Linked DNA regions of Zea mays: region 1 is linked to region 2. A link is a contact called in public Hi-C data. All regions are on one chromosome and are shown on one strand. Each heading gives the region's core, a stretch centred on a gene start, on an enhancer-like site or on the middle of the called end of the contact. The rest is flanking DNA. Distances are from core to core; before and after follow the strand shown. Region 1 holds the start of LOC542654 (nucleosome/chromatin assembly factor A104). Region 2 holds the start of LOC542016 (somatic embryogenesis receptor-like kinase 2).

The links. A called contact is a pair of places that touch in the nucleus more often than the background predicts.
Region 1: a Hi-C map of leaf shows a contact between it and region 2, with 5 times the contacts expected there. The contact joins the promoter of LOC542654 here to the promoter of LOC542016 in region 2. A contact is called at or near these places in 3 of 25 Hi-C or Micro-C datasets (ear, endosperm and leaf).

What each region holds. Positions count from the first base shown.
Region 1 is chr5:179,697,085-179,700,883 of Zm-B73-REFERENCE-NAM-5.0, reverse strand. It overlaps LOC542654 (nucleosome/chromatin assembly factor A104), which reads right to left and starts at 2,098. Exons shown (of 10, transcript NM_001112178.2): 1 at 1,867-2,098; 2 at 1,055-1,177; 3 at 894-944; 4 at 664-732; 5 at 468-581; 6 at 325-386. The coding sequence starts at 1,998.
Region 2 is chr5:179,528,161-179,532,086 of Zm-B73-REFERENCE-NAM-5.0, reverse strand. LOC542016 (somatic embryogenesis receptor-like kinase 2) reads left to right here and starts at 1,360. Exons shown (of 11, transcript NM_001111663.2): 1 at 1,360-1,660; 2 at 2,620-2,752; 3 at 2,841-2,912; 4 at 3,732-3,875. The coding sequence starts at 1,567.

The sequences.
Region 1 (3,799 bases), core at 849-3,348, 170 kb before region 2:
GACCTCTAACCATGGAGCAACAAATGCAAGAGAAACAAACAGCTTAATCAATCCACTGGTTGTTCATTGGTCGCAACAACGTTATTGTGCAATACCTCAGTATGTAGTAAGAAATCTACACAAACGACACAAGAATTCATGTATAATACATAACAAAATGTGTGATTACATATCCTGCTGAGAAATAACACTTCAAAAGCATATACATTAAAAAATTATAGCATCACAGAAGGCTACAAACAAGAATGATATCATAGATAACTTGACAATCTAACTAGGAAGGGTAAACCAAAAGAAACAATAAACATGGTAGTAATAACCAACCTTTCCACTACTAATGGCCGCTTGTTTCCCTTCTTGTTAATACCATTTCCATTTGCAGGTCCCTTCACATACATTATTGAAAAGGCATTAGACTTTCTACATCTAAAACAAACATTATGTGTAGCTTTGGAACATAACAGTACCATTCCATCCTTCCACTTAATTTGAGAAGCTTTTATTGTGGTTGTTCCATCATCAACAAAGGAATAGGTCTTTGTAAGCTTTGTGTCTTCAAAGTACGGGTTCTCAGAGAAGTTCTGCCAGTTTTAAAAAATTAAACTAGGAAATACAAGTGAAACAATGTGGAAACTCTAATTGACTGTAAGAAATGATACTTACAAGGTAAATGGAATATCCTGCCTTAACATCAGAATCATCGACATCAATGGAGTCCAAGTACTTGAATATCTGCAGCGAGAGATCATAAGATAACTCTATGTTACATACATACATAGATCCACGAAGAATAACCACAAAGCTGGTTTTAAATTCAAAAGGTTTCTGTTGCTTCAATTCAATATTCATAATTTCAAGGGATTGGGAAGTAAATTGTTTGAGGTATAGAATACCTTCTGATCCTCTTCAGTCAGAAGCTCACTTAGTAGAGGATGGCTCAAAAACTGTAGGTCAACAGCACATAACACAACAAATTAGAATCGCACGCATCCATAAACACTTCCAGCAGAATTGCAGAAAGACACATTTGTATAGCACAGAGTAGCCTACAAACCGCTGTGAGCCAAAAGTCCGGGATGGTCTTGATAATGTCACCCCTCTTGAGATAGACAGGTCTGCGAATCTCACTGTATTTCTGCTCCACCTCCATAACCTTGTCACTTGCTTCCTCATTAACCTGTCAGCAATGAACAAAGGTATCATAAGCATGGCAGTGCTATGTTTCATTTCATTCATAAAATTTCCATAGTAAATAGTATAGCTCGGACCAATGATGGGCTTGTCTTAAAAAGACATCCTTTTTCAACAAAAAATCGACTCGTATGTATGCCATGGATGGGTGACATGGAGTAACAGAGCGCGCAAGGTACCAAGTGTTTTTGAACACATGATCTGCGTTGCTTAATTTTGATTATAAATGCAGCATAAAAACTTCCACAGGAACCAACCCCTGCCTCGAGCATAAAAAACTCCACAGTATCCACATCAAAATCACCTACCATATGCTGTGACTAAACTAGACATGTTTTATAACGCTATAAAAAACTGTAATATAATAAAAGTTACTGAGTTCAGCCACCAGAAGCACCTTACGTATCAGCCAGGACACAAGCCTCCTACGCTCTAGCTACACACTGTCACTATAATTCCGTCCTCCAACCTCCAGCGGCACAATTGGCACAGTGCCCGAACAGAACTAGCAACAACTGAACCGATACTGCTCAGTGCCGGACAATTCCAGCATACCAAAACACAACCTTACGCTCCTACGGTCCTACCCAAACCCCACTACCAAATCCAACAGTACCAACCACCCATAACCCATCACACCGCACGAAGGATAGGAAGAAGAGGCTTGCGGCTGACCTTCTCGAGCTCGTCCTGAATCTCCTGGAGCTTCTCGATGGAGAAGACAAGGGCGCCGTCGATTTGCTCGTTCTCCTCGCCGCCGTCGGCATCGGTCTTGGCCTTCTTCCCCTTGTCCGCCGGTGCCGTCATCGCAAACCGCTGGCCTGGCACGCCTCCTCGCTCTAGGGTTTTTAGCGTCGCTGTGTCGCCTGCCTGCGCGAGCTGGGAGACGGAGGGAAGAAGGTAGGAAAGGGAGGCGGAGCTGGGAGAAGGCAGTGGTGCCCGCGCGAGCTCTATTATATAGGGAGGTGCTGAGATTCGCGCTCGTGGAGTATTGGGTCGGCTTCGGGTGGGCCGGGCCGTCGGATCGGTGCGGGACTGTCCACTCCCATGGGGGTTTTCTAAAACCCTAACCCTAAGGATTAGGTGCGGCCCGGCTTATGCTTGTCATTGTGCGTTCGGCGGCTTCGGACCCATAAGTGACAGTGCAGCTGTGTAGGGAACGTAGGAATGAGACAATTGGATACCCGATTTAGTTTTCCTTTTACTTATTGTACTTATATTACCATATTTAAAACGTTTCTTTATATATTTTCATCCAATGAGTTCCTACTACTTGTTAAACCCTACAGAGGATTGTGGGGTTAATACCAAATAGCAAAGTATCCATACATTGCTATGGTTTCCATTTATACTTAATATAGAATATAAAATACAAAGATATGTATGTTTTGTTGGTTAGTTGAGTGTGAATGTAGGTTTGTAGCCAATAAACATGATTCTAATATCTATTTGGGCTTAATTTTACCATTTAAATTGGGGGATAACGATGACAGTGGAAACCATAAAAACTAATATTGTCTCTTTGTGTTTATGCCACCGTGAGAAGTGAATGTATAATAAGCGTTCTATATCTTACTAGCGCCTTTGTTACTAATAGGAGAATTCAAAGTCTAAACCCTAAACCTTGTGAATTGTCCTATATGGCAGGTTTTGTCTCTGTTCGCTCAATCAAGAAACATGGTACGTCATTTTTTTTATCTGCTCTAAACTCATGGTTTAATAAATATGTTCAATCTAGATTGATTTCTTACAATTAGATGGAAGTTCTAGATTAAATTGTTGGAGTCAGATGTATGTTATAAATTAAATTCTCATAGTCATAGGATTTCATGGTCACGCGTCACCCCGCAAGTCATGCACGTCGCATGTGAAGCCGCACCGCTCCTAGCCACTCCTGTCATGTGTGTTGCCGCATCAGTCTCCCAGATATGCTCGGTCGTGCCCTAATGGGGATGTGCATGCTTTCCATCAGGTTTGGATTGTTTTCACAGCTTTTTATAGAAAAATAATTAATTTATACTTATTTTATTTATACTATCATGTTTAAAACTTTCCAGTATATATACTCGTCGATAAGGGCATGTTTGCATCTAATGAGCTAAAATAAAAGTGACTAAAGATTAGTCACTTCTCTACTACTCTATAAGGATGTAACGTGGGTGTCCACAAGTATGCCATGCCCCACTCCTGCGATCCTCACCCCCACCAATCTTGTGCCTCCTCTAGTTCCTTGTGTCCGCCCACGCCCTGCCCGTGATCTCCGCCAAGTGAGCCTCTAGCCTCCTTCCTCCCCGTTTCCTTTGCGTCCCGCTGAGCCGAGCCACAAGCGGTGGAGAATATGAGATGCTACCAATCAGCCGTTGGAGATGAGACAGGAGGCGCTGGAGCGGCTGCGCGGGATGGTGCGGGACAGCGTCACCCGTCCTCACCATACCCCGACGTCGCCACCATCATCCTCCACCCCGTCTCCAAGCGCAAAATGCCTAACGGTGGGACTCCCACCTCCCCCGAGACACCGGATCTGAGATCCCTTCCTCTCCCCTCTCGTGTAGGCCATGGGCCCGTAAGGAGGATCAATGGGGTACCTATCGTCCTTGAGTAGCAAGGC
Region 2 (3,926 bases), core at 111-2,610:
GTGTACAAGTACCCAACACGGCACGGACACCTTTTTTGTTCTCCTCTCGAGTCTCAACTCCGACCCTGCGTTTGCGGCGTCCCATTGGCTGGCGCGCTGGGAACGACAGCCGGACAGGCGGGCCCATGCCGGCGCTGGCTTTTTCTGCGCCCGCGGAGCTGTAGACCCGGCCCACGGACGGGAGCGGGCCCTCTGCCTGTTCTCCAGCTGGCCTTGTGCGGAGGCGGGGCCCACCGCGCAGTGTTCCACGGACTTGTTTGTGTGCTGGTGGTGCTGTTGCCCCTGCGTTTTCACTTTTACACGTCTCTCGGGATCCGGACCCTAACTAACCTTTGCCGCGAAACCTGCTGCACTGCACTGTAAGAGTCGTACAATATTGGGTTCTAAGTCGGCTTACATGACAATTTTACTTTTATAGAAGAGAGACATAAAAAATAGATAAAGTGACATTTTTACTTATGTGAAAAAGAGTCATCAAAAAGTAGATGGAGTGTGCTATCGTGCAAGAGCTATGTGCTACACGAGTTTCAAGACAAAAGAATGAAAGAGAAAAATACAAAAAATTCATCTCCGAGCCAACAACTTAACATGGCAAGGAGTTAGAGTAAAAAATAACCTTTATTATTAAACTTCTCTAAGCAACACAACACTACTGCCGCCTGCCAGTGTACGGTACAGCTCGGATCTCCGGTTTGCCCTTTGTTTTATTGTAATCAAACATTAGTTCAGCCCCAATAATGCTCAATCAATACTAGAACAACGGGGCCCTTCGCCTCTTTTTACCCTCACCGTTAGAAATCCAATCACGAGAAGAGGACGGGCCATCATCGTGAGCCGGTGTGTCCGTTCCACGGACGGATCAAAGCAAACGTGATGATTTTCCCAATCGATGCAGTGGTGGAGAGCTGTACGAATCGACACCATCACTCGAGAATGACGAGACCGGGCGTACCGAGGACCGCGTCCACGAGATCCCCAGCGGCCAGCGCCCGCACGCCGCCATGTCAGCAGATGCCCGCCGCGGCGGGGCCAGCACGTCCCCCCTGCTCCCCTCCCTCCTCCTCCCCACTACACTACTTCCATCAAGTCACCCACCCCACTCCCCCCGAGACCGAGAGCACGCCGCCTGCGCCCGCAACCGGGTAGCACTCTCACTTCCACGTGGGCCGGAGAGATCACTGGTCCCGCACGTCGGTGACGTCCTGCGGTGGGGCGCCCCTTCTTCCGCGAGCGTAGGGCGACGGTCCCACCGCGGAGTAGAAGAACAATTTAGGTCGCGACATACACACATATACACACGCGCACAGGCACAGCCGGACTCGGTTTCGACTTTCGAGCTACAGAGAATTCGTCCCGGAAAAGAAAAAAAAATCACCCTTCCATCCGCCAGAGAGAGAGAGAGAGGAGTGGGAGGACCGGAGGAGGAGTTCAGGAGGGAGAGGTCGGCGGCGGCGCGGCAGATCGGGTAGCACCGTGCAGCTCGGGCCTTAGGCGCACCAGCGGTGGGGGGATCCGCGCGCCCATGCGCCGGTGAGGTGGTGGGGCCCGCTTGGCGCTCGAGTTGGAATGGCGGCGTCGGCGTCGGCTGGGAGGTGGTGGGCGGTGGTCCTTGCGGTCGCGGTGCTGCTCGGGCCGGGACGGGTCGTCGCCAACACCGAGGGTGAGTCCTGCCTGTTCTCATACGCACTAGTAACCGACTCCTAGTAACCCATGCGTTCCCCGGTTCGGATTTGTCCCTAGTTTGAAATCTGTACGGCTGAGATGGAGCATACGAGCTTGATTCTTTTACTTGCTTCGGTTGATGCTCTTGTACTAAGTATATTGCCTGGTCCTCTAGCTCTTGCTTCCGGTTGCGGTGATGTATTTGGGGGATATTTGCTGTTTGTGCATATAGCATATACGTTTCGTTATAGCTCTGCCTGGATGGGTCAGAGGAACGAGCAAGCCGCGTTCCGTTGATCTCGAGGAAACCGTAGACTTTTTGTTCGGCGGATGCAGTTCTTTCGTTATGCCTTATACTTTTCTCGTTTGGGCGTTCAGTCCATCGTTAGGTCTACTTCCAATAGAGATGCAGATACAGACCACCGCGCTTGGCCTAGTTTGTTTGTATAAAAAGAGGAATTGCTAATACCGTCCTCCAGAATCAAGGTGTTCATATGGATTGCAAATGTTGACTTTGAGGTGCGATTGTTTGACCGGCTCTTTCAGCTGGTGAAAAAAAAAAGTTTTGCTAGTTCTGCGATCGGGATGTTATTGAGCATCTCTCTCTCTCTCTCTCTCTCTCTCTCTCTCTCTCTCCACAGATGGTAATTGAACAGTGTAATTTTGAAGGATGTGTCCCCATGGTGTACCATGAATAGAAGAACGTCGGACACTGTTGTACTAACAATGGATGGGGCCAACAGTTATAAATACTAATCCCTGTTTTTGGAACTTCCTGACTAATGGTTTCTTACCTTACTTGTTTTGGAAATCTCAATCACAATGTTTTTTCCCTAGTCAGCCATTCCTTTTCTAAATATTTTGCATACAAGCTCATCACCGATAAAAGTTCTTATCTGTTTGTTCATCTTAACTGGGAATATACTTGCTGCTGATAATGTTACCTTTTGTCCACAGGTGATGCCCTGTACAGCCTGCGTCAGAGCTTGAAAGATGCTAACAATGTCTTGCAGAGTTGGGATCCCACTCTTGTTAATCCATGTACATGGTTCCATGTTACGTGTAACAACGATAACAGTGTTATCAGAGTGTAAGTTGATGAAAAAAGCTCTCATATATTCGTATCAAAAGTGTTAATGATGTTCTCCTACTGGTTCTAAGTGTACCCCCTTTCACAGTGACCTTGGAAATGCACAATTATCTGGCGTTCTAGTGCCACAACTTGGCCAGCTGAAAAATCTCCAATATTTGTAAGTTCTGCATGCGTTGATTTTTTCCGACAGTTTTAAGATGTGGGTTTTCTGCCTCTTGTGTGCACCTTCAGAACAATTATTTTAAGAGAAGTGCTCCAGTAACCCCTTCTAAAAAATAGAACCAATCATAAAGTACTCTTAATTGATTGATTTGTCGTGTCCAATTCTTCATGTTCTCTTCTTAGTGGTGGGGGCATGCTGGCTTGATCTGTGGATCAGACATGGCTGATAACCACGCTAATTTAATTTGAACTGGAGCACTGAAATTTGTTGTCCTGGGAGGACAGTTTGTGGGCATTCTGACACTACCAGCAGGCGACGCTGAATGGCGGACAAAATGCATACTTCTGTTCACCTTTTGCCTATACGGATTTCATTCCTAGACTTACTTTTATTTGTCCACCTGGTGCTCATTTGAGCTTGTTGCAATCTGCGTCTGTGACATTAGAATGTGTGCACTAGAAGCTCTGCCACCAGCATACATCTGCACTCACCGAAAGTGGCAACTTGTTTTCAGTGTGCGTGTTGGGGGTGGGGGGAGCAGCCTTGGAGGTATTATTTAGTTTACTTAATTAAGGTGCTTCAGGATCCATGCTAATTATTGAGTACTGAAGTGCTTCTCTTGTTTTAAATGTGAATTATATGTACTCTGCTTCAAAAACAAATTATCCATTTAGAAGTTAGTGGATCTAAAAAAAGTCTTTTCCTTTACGTTTTATGTGTAACTCTGCTTGTTAATTGTTGCATACATTTCTTCATTTTGTAATGGTCCTTTTACATATGAGAATTTATTTATATTTCTTTTTTTTGTAATAGGGAGCTTTACAGCAACAACATAAGTGGGACAATACCCCCTGAACTGGGGAACCTGACTAACCTGGTCAGTTTGGATCTGTATATGAACAACTTCTCTGGCAATATCCCTGACAGCCTGGGGAATCTAGTGAAGCTGCGTTTCCTGTAAGATTTATTTTGTTTCCAATTACTAGCACCCTCAGATGTTGTTTTACT